2 separate regions of the Hordeum vulgare genome follow, and region 2 is linked to region 1. A link is a contact called in public Hi-C data. All regions are on one chromosome and are shown on one strand. The core of a region is the stretch at or near the end of the contact, and the rest is flanking DNA. Distances in the headings are between cores, read along the strand shown.

Region 1 (3,967 bases), core at 829-3,328:
ATCCAGACTTCGAGGGCAGACTTACCTTAGTCGTGTTAGTCCAGGTCTACATGAATACCCACAAAAACGACCATAACCCTAGTTAACCATCACATCCCACACCAAACATTCTTGTTTAGTGGGTCAAGCACAAAATTTCAAGAGCTCCTAGGGGTACCTTCGCTGAAGGCAAGCCCAATGGCCCCACTATGCCTCACATGTTGTTTTTTTGTTCTTTTTTAGTTGTTTCTTTTGTTTTTTAGGAGCTATATATTTTAAGAACTATTGTAAAATAGGAAAAAAAATATTTTAGTTTTCTCTTCTTTATGTGTTATTTTTTCTTATGTATATAAAATATATATTTAGTATGTATTCAAAAATGTTCATCATATAATTAGGAAAGTCCGCCATATTTTAGAAAAACTCAATGTATATAACAAAAATAGTCATCGTATATCGTAGAAATTTTTCCATGTGTCAAAAGAAAAGGATTCGCCAACCTTAATAGTCACCGTGGGTGTCATAGAGATGCGGCTTTGCTGAAGGTGTCCCACCCGACGCCCCGATTTGGGCCTGCCCACAATTGACTTCATTGTTTATTTCTCTTTTATGTTTTTTATTTTCTTTTTCTTTTCCTTTTTTCCGTTTTCTGGTTACATTTTCTATTATCTTCTTTCTTTTTCTTCTCTTTTTTTCTCTTTTCATGTATTATACAAAATTTTAATGTCTATTTCAAATATTCATCGTATACTAAGAAATTTTCATAGTATATTACATAAAGGTTCATCGTATATAGGGATCGCACCTGCCGGGTTTGGATACGGGTGTAGCCATCTCATACCCTTATCCGTCATCCTAAATCTTACCCATCACTCGTACCCATACCAGTCGACGGGTACAACTTTTCTCATACCCATCATCCGGTAGGGTAAATAGGTTCCCGCGGGTAAAATTACCCAGATTTGTAACACATCATTTTAAAAACTTTTAATAATAATGTATAAACAACAACACTTCATGACAACAACACATACTCGTAACAACAACACACTCTGAACGTGGGCTAGCAGCGGGATTTATGTACATATAATATGTTTAACATGTGGATAAATATTATTTAAGGCCTATTTTTCAGATTATACACGGATACATAGATACACGGGTATGGGTTATACTAAATCATACTCGCACCCACCATATTCGATGGGTTTCAATTTTTCCCATTTATGTATTTCATGTGTATATTTTGAACCATATCCTTACCTTAATAGGGGTTTTACCCAGAGGGTACACGGGTAATGGGTATCCATTAGCATTCCTTATCGTATGTTAAGAGTTTATTCAGCAAATACTACAAATATTCATCGTGTATTTGAAATAAATTCAATGTATATCATACAAAATGTTCAATGTGTATTGGAAAAAAGTTCAATTTACATTACACAAATGCCCAATGCGTATTAAAATTTTATTTAATGTAGATTAAAAATGTTCATTGCATAGTTGAAAATTTTCTCAACATACATTAAAAAAATTGTTTAATGTGTATTCGATTTTTTTTCCATTTGTATACATTCATATGTTCAAAATGCTCGAAAATAAAAACCGAGCAAGAAAACATGGTGCTACAGTGATTCGAAATGCCGAATGGTACAGTGTCATCCCACGACAATGTTTCAACATTATGTTTTTTAATTTGAACTACAAATGGGCTGATCCAGTTGGAAGGACCCTGTGTGAAGTCAGAGCTTCTTGACGCGATGAAGGCCCTGTTTGTTTACAGAGATTAGACTAAAAAAATATCTTTTTTAGTCCCTATGTAACCAAACAGGAGGAATTTTTCCTTGATTAAAAAAAGACTCTACTCGAGAGGCTTTTTATTTAGTCCCCGTCTAGTCCGTTATAACCAAACACCCCGGAAGTATGAATTGGCCCAAAATTTCCATCTCGCCCAGAATGCACAGAAATAATTCCCGCTCGACCCTTCTTCCCGATTTCCAGTCCCCGTGCGCTTCACTCCATAAAAGGCCAGCAGCCGCGATCCGCGCCTCTATCGCTCTACCAGTAGGAACCAACCCCACCTCGATCCAACGGCAAGGCCATAGCGTTCGCCCCTCACGCGGATCGCTCCCCTATCCAACGCCTCCCGCGCCCATCTCCAACTCTACATATCCCTGCCCACTCGTCTCCTCCCAAACCATCCAATTCCAAAAATCCCCAAATCCTTCTTCTTCCCCGGGAAAAAACACGGAGCTGCGGAGATGTCTGGCCGCGGCAAGGGCGGCAAGGGGCTCGGCAAGGGCGGAGCGAAGCGCCACCGGAAGGTGCTGCGCGACAACATCCAGGGCATCACGAAGCCGGCGATCCGGCGGCTGGCGCGTCGTGGTGGCGTGAAGCGCATCTCGGGGCTCATCTACGAGGAGACCCGCGGCGTGCTCAAGATCTTCCTCGAGAACGTCATCCGCGACGCCGTCACCTACACGGAGCACGCGCGCCGCAAGACCGTCACGGCCATGGACGTCGTCTACGCCCTCAAGCGCCAGGGCCGCACCCTCTACGGCTTCGGCGGCTAGGGTTTTCCTTTCCTTCCTCGTAGAGGCTTGTTTTATCGAGCGATGCCTGGGCATCCTGGTGGTGGTAGTTTGGTGTCGGATCTGGTGTTCCTGATGTAACCGTGCTCTGTTGCAGTGAAGTGAATCCTGGTGTTTATTTCAAGAACGCCCCTTCTAATCAGAGTAATCCAGAATGCGTGCGCTTCTCTTTATGCTGTGATTTCTTCTTTGGATAATTGCCCTGCTCTGGTTCTTGCAGTGCAGTGCCATGCCAGTGTTGTTGTTCTAGAGAGAGCTGGAAATTATGCACGTTGCAGCTGGAAGTCTGAAACTGCCAAACTGGCCATGGCTCTTCAACATGCTCGCAGAAGTAAATATCGGCGGTTCCTTTTTCCCTTGTCACCCCTGCAGTTGGAATAAAACTCTGTTTGGTTGCCTGGTAACATTGCCAGCAATGTAAATTGGTACAGACTTTGTGTTCGTTGCGTTCTACTCCCTACTCCAGTGACAGAGAAAACTGTATGAGTTAGTTTTTGCTGTTTTTAAAATTGGTATAAATTGTGTTCAATTTTTTCTTGGGTATAATCTGTCTTTCCACCAGTAATGATGTAGGAGTAACTTAGAAAACACAAAGTGGACACCAAAAATCTTTCTTCAGATTTTGACAATGAAACAGATATAAACACAATGATAACTGCTACAGTCAAATTGATGCAGGTTAACTTAGCTGTACCCGAAGCCAGTTTTGGCACCAACGACATACACAAACTGCTTCACAAGAGAATGAAACACAAACAGACAGCAGCTCTCTTCTTCATGCAGGTAAGCACATGTACAGTGAGGTTTTAGTGAGGTTTCAGACAAACAGCAACCCAGAAAAAACTCTAGCAGAAGATAAAGACAGCTAACACACACACACACTCTCTCTCTCTCACACACACACAACCTGGTCATAACCGCTCGACTGCAAGGCAAGTATTACTCCAGCAACTGAACCACTGGAGGCATCACCTCAAAATAATACACAAGCAGGTTCGCCGAGTAGCCCTATAGAAACCCATGATCCGCGTTCATCCGTCATCGATCCATTCGCCGTAAAGAATCAACAAGCCAACATCACAGAATCTTGCAATCCAGCTAATGTTCACTCTTTGCCCTTGGCGAAGAACCGACTAAAGCCCCGGCTTTGTTTCTCGGGCAACTGGTTAGCAAACGAGGAAGAGGATGAGGATCGCGACCTATGCTTTGGGCGCTTGGAACTGTTCATTGAAAGGGAAGGGCTTCCGTCCACATCAGAAGGGGTCATATGGGTCTTGTATCCGTTGAGGGGAGACACATTCCCTGACTCCAGCATTTCCTGGTCTGTATCATGATGGCCAGATGGTTTCTGGGCATACTCGCCTCCTTCGGTTGTTCCTGCCGCGTCTTGCAAGAAG
Region 2 (3,497 bases), core at 766-3,265, 490 kb before region 1:
GCCCAAAACTTTCGGCCGACCGCGCGCGGGCCGCACGATCCACCAACCCCCGCGCGTCCACATCGTTGGATCCGCATGCAACATTTTTCCCTCCTATGCAGCAAAATTTCAATTCGATGCAGCAATTTTTTCAACGGTTGCAACAAAAAACAAAATTTGTAGAAAAAAAATATCTACGTGATTGTAGAAAAAAAACGAAGCTGATGGTACGTGGTAGCAAAAGTCAAACGCCGGTTGTAACAAAAATTTACGTGACGTGTATGCAACTTTTTTAGTGAACGGTTGCAACAAAACATGATGCCGGTTGTAGCAAAAATTAGCACGGTTGTAACAAAAGTAAAAAACATCGATTGTAATGAAAAATCCGACGAACTGGAGTTGCAACCAAACGTATGTGCAACTTTTATACTGGGACAAAATATAGTAAAAAATGCTTGTGGCAAAAATAACGCTGATTGCAACAAATTTAAACGAAAAATGTTGCATCCATTGACCAACGAAGCGCGCGGGGTGAGAAAAATGTTGCATGGGCCAGCGCGCGAGGGGGCGACCGGCGCGTCTGTTCGGCCGGCGCGCCGGGTGGAAACGATTCCCTATAAATAACCGCACTAGACGCAAAGAGGTGCTTTAATAAGTCGGTGCACCACAGGCATGTCTCAGGAGGCCCGCCATTGGCGGGCCCCAATCACTAGTAATTTGACTCCTACCTTCGTTCAAGTGTATAGGGCATGCGCGTAGTTCTAGGTTGTTAATTTAACTAGCTAAATATATACTAGCAAAAGGGCCCGTGCGTTGCAACGGGAGAAAAATTAACTATAATCTTTAAGGATGCTGATCATATTACGTCCTTCAAATTTTAGAACATTTCTTGAAATGCATGAACATTTTTTTCAATTGCACCCAAAAAATAATACACAAACTTTTTTCGCAAAATCATGGACTTTTATTGTTTTCACCAACATTGTTCTTAAAATTATGAACATTTTTTTGAATCTGGGAATACTTTTACAAATATCCCGAGCATTTTTTGAATTCACAAACATTTTATGTTTTCTTCAAAATTATTAGTTTTATAAGTTGCAAAAGTTTTTCAAAAGTCTATATTATTTAAATTTTAAAAAATGAAACAGAAAATGAAAATAAAAAATGAGACTAAAAACAGAGGCACGAACTATTTTTAAGATTTTTACACGGACTTTTTTTAAAAATTATTAACTTTTTTCATTTTACAGACATTTTCTAAAAATTTAAACTTTTTTTATATATGCAAACATTTTTCAAAACTGCTGCGTAGTTTTTGAATTCTCAAAAATATATATTTTATTAATATTTTATTTCAAAATTCTCAATTTCTTAAATTTAAGAAAAGTTATTTGAATTTCTAAATTATTTAAAGTAGAAAAAAATCGAGCTGAAAAGTAAAATAAAAAAAAACTAAAATAAAAGAACAGGCGGCCACGCATGGGCCGTCCCAAATAGGTGCTGCATCTTTTTCTGATGCACAGAGCGTAATATAGGAGGTGACTACATGGGCCGGCCTAGTCAGGAGATTTTCCTGTTTGAAACGTTTTCTATGGCTTATAAGTGGCAATTGTGGGTAATTTTCATCAATTTTATGGACAATGTTAATGACGGACAACAGAAGCACTAATTGTTTTATTAGTAGATAAAGATTATATGTAATAAATAATATATCATTAGATTCATGTGGAAATGTAGTTTCTGAATATGTAATTTTTATTACATACTTATTATATATATTTATCTAGTTCAATTTATAACCTAAAACTACGCGCATGCCCTATACGGAGGTAGTACTACGCAGGCTAGCCGGCTGGTTGGGAGGAGTTCAACGCCATCGGGACCAGCACGATTCCGTTCTGGTAGATAGTTGCCCGGTACTCCGAGTTGGATCTGGGTCGGGAGGATCACACTCCAAACTCGGAAGGAAAACATGCCTCGTCTCTGCCCGTGTTAACCATACGCGCGAGTATACATACTGCTCTCACGGGACCGTGCACCGGCTACAGCAACAACACCCATAGTCATGTCGTCGCCAACACGGCGCCGTGCCCATGTTCCCAGATGGTCCAGCATCCCCACCGAGCTCGCGGGCGTCGTGCTCCGACGCCTCCCCAGCCACGCCAACCGGGTCCGCTTCGCAGCCGTCTGCAAACAGTGGCGCGCCTCCGCGCTGCAGAGCTCTCCGCCCTCGCACTACCCGTGGCTCGCCTTGCCTGACCGGACATTCTACAGCCTGCCGGGCTCCGCCTTCCGGCCGCTGCCGCTCCACCTCGACCGCCACCGGCAACTGCCGCACGCGCATAGCTCCTGCGGCGAGTGGCTCGTGTTCGAGCGCTACGACGGCGCCTACACGCTGGTCAGCCCCTTCTCCATGTCCACCACCATCCTGCTCCCTGGCCTCTCCGACACATACGCCCCCAACGTGCCTCTCCTCGTCGCCAACGACCAGCCGAAGCCGAACATGCTGAAGCTCGTCGTGTGCTCCCGCGACCTTGTCGCCGCGATCATCAACGACGAGGGATGGATGTATAATAAGCTCGCCTTGTGCCGTCCAGGGGCGTCCTCGTGGAGGTCGAGCACCCCCGACCAGCTTTGCGACCTCCAAGACATAGTATCATGCCAGGGAAAGCTCTACGCCCTCGACAAGTTCAACGGCCTCTTCTCCGTCTCCATCTCCGTTTTTGGGAACATGCGCACCGGTAGCGGTGAGCCCATCGTGTCACAGGTCGAGCACCTCCTGTATAGGCCCAGAGGGGTCCTCAGACACTCGTCGCGATACCTGCTAGAATCTAGCGGCACGCTGCTGCTGGTCTGCAGGGAGGACGCGATGCCCGAGCAGTGCAGCAGCACCTCGATGAGTGCAGTCATGGACGGGCTGGAGCTAGAGATGGAGATGGAGTTCGAGTTACTCAAGGCCGACTTGGAGAGGTCGCGATGGACCAACGTAAGCAGTGTGGGCGATGACCGGGTGCTGTTTGTCGGGCCATGGTGCTCCCGAGTTCTTCATGTTACGGGCGAGCATGACCCTATCTACACAGCCGGGAACCGTATCTTCTTCACGGTTAGCGCGAAAAGATACAACCGTTGTCAATACTACGGCAAACAGGAGCCCTTCTACTGCATCGTCTACGATATGAGGACGCAGCGGTCCGAGTTGTTCCTCAAGACGCCGGTGCGGCCGTTATTAATGGACTTCCCGGTGACGTGGCTATTCCCTCCAAGTCATGGATAGCCGTGACTGAATGGCGAGTCATATGTATACTAGCTTGTTCTAAGATTTCGCATCAATGTACTCTAGAAGTCTAGGTCTTTTATAAGTAGAATTTAGAAGCTTTAACAAGAAATGATGTGTGTTAGATATTCAAATTAGAAATTTGACAACCAGTTGCCATGTCCCTCTCTCCACTATAATACTTGTAGCTTCTTTTTTGAACCTACAATACTTGTAGCTGGTGGAACCTGGACTAGTTTTT

The links. A called contact is a pair of places that touch in the nucleus more often than the background predicts.
Region 2: a Hi-C map of seedling shows a contact between it and region 1, with 2.6 times the contacts expected there. The contact joins the promoter of LOC123446704 here to the promoter of LOC123449163 in region 1. A contact is called at or near these places in 1 of 6 Hi-C or Micro-C datasets (seedling) and 1 of 1 datasets of contacts at active chromatin or transcription factors (embryo).

What each region holds. Positions count from the first base shown.
Region 1 is chr4H:503,831,292-503,835,258 of MorexV3_pseudomolecules_assembly, reverse strand. LOC123449163 (histone H4) reads left to right here and starts at 2,078. Exons shown (of 1, transcript XM_045126268.1): 1 at 2,078-2,694. The coding sequence starts at 2,241. The coding sequence ends at 2,552. It overlaps LOC123449161 (filament-like plant protein 4), which reads right to left. Exons shown (of 6, transcript XM_045126266.1): 6 at 3,316-3,967. The coding sequence ends at 3,676.
Region 2 is chr4H:504,319,107-504,322,603 of MorexV3_pseudomolecules_assembly, reverse strand. LOC123446704 reads left to right here and starts at 2,015. Exons shown (of 1, transcript XM_045123261.1): 1 at 2,015-3,383. The coding sequence starts at 2,048. The coding sequence ends at 3,256.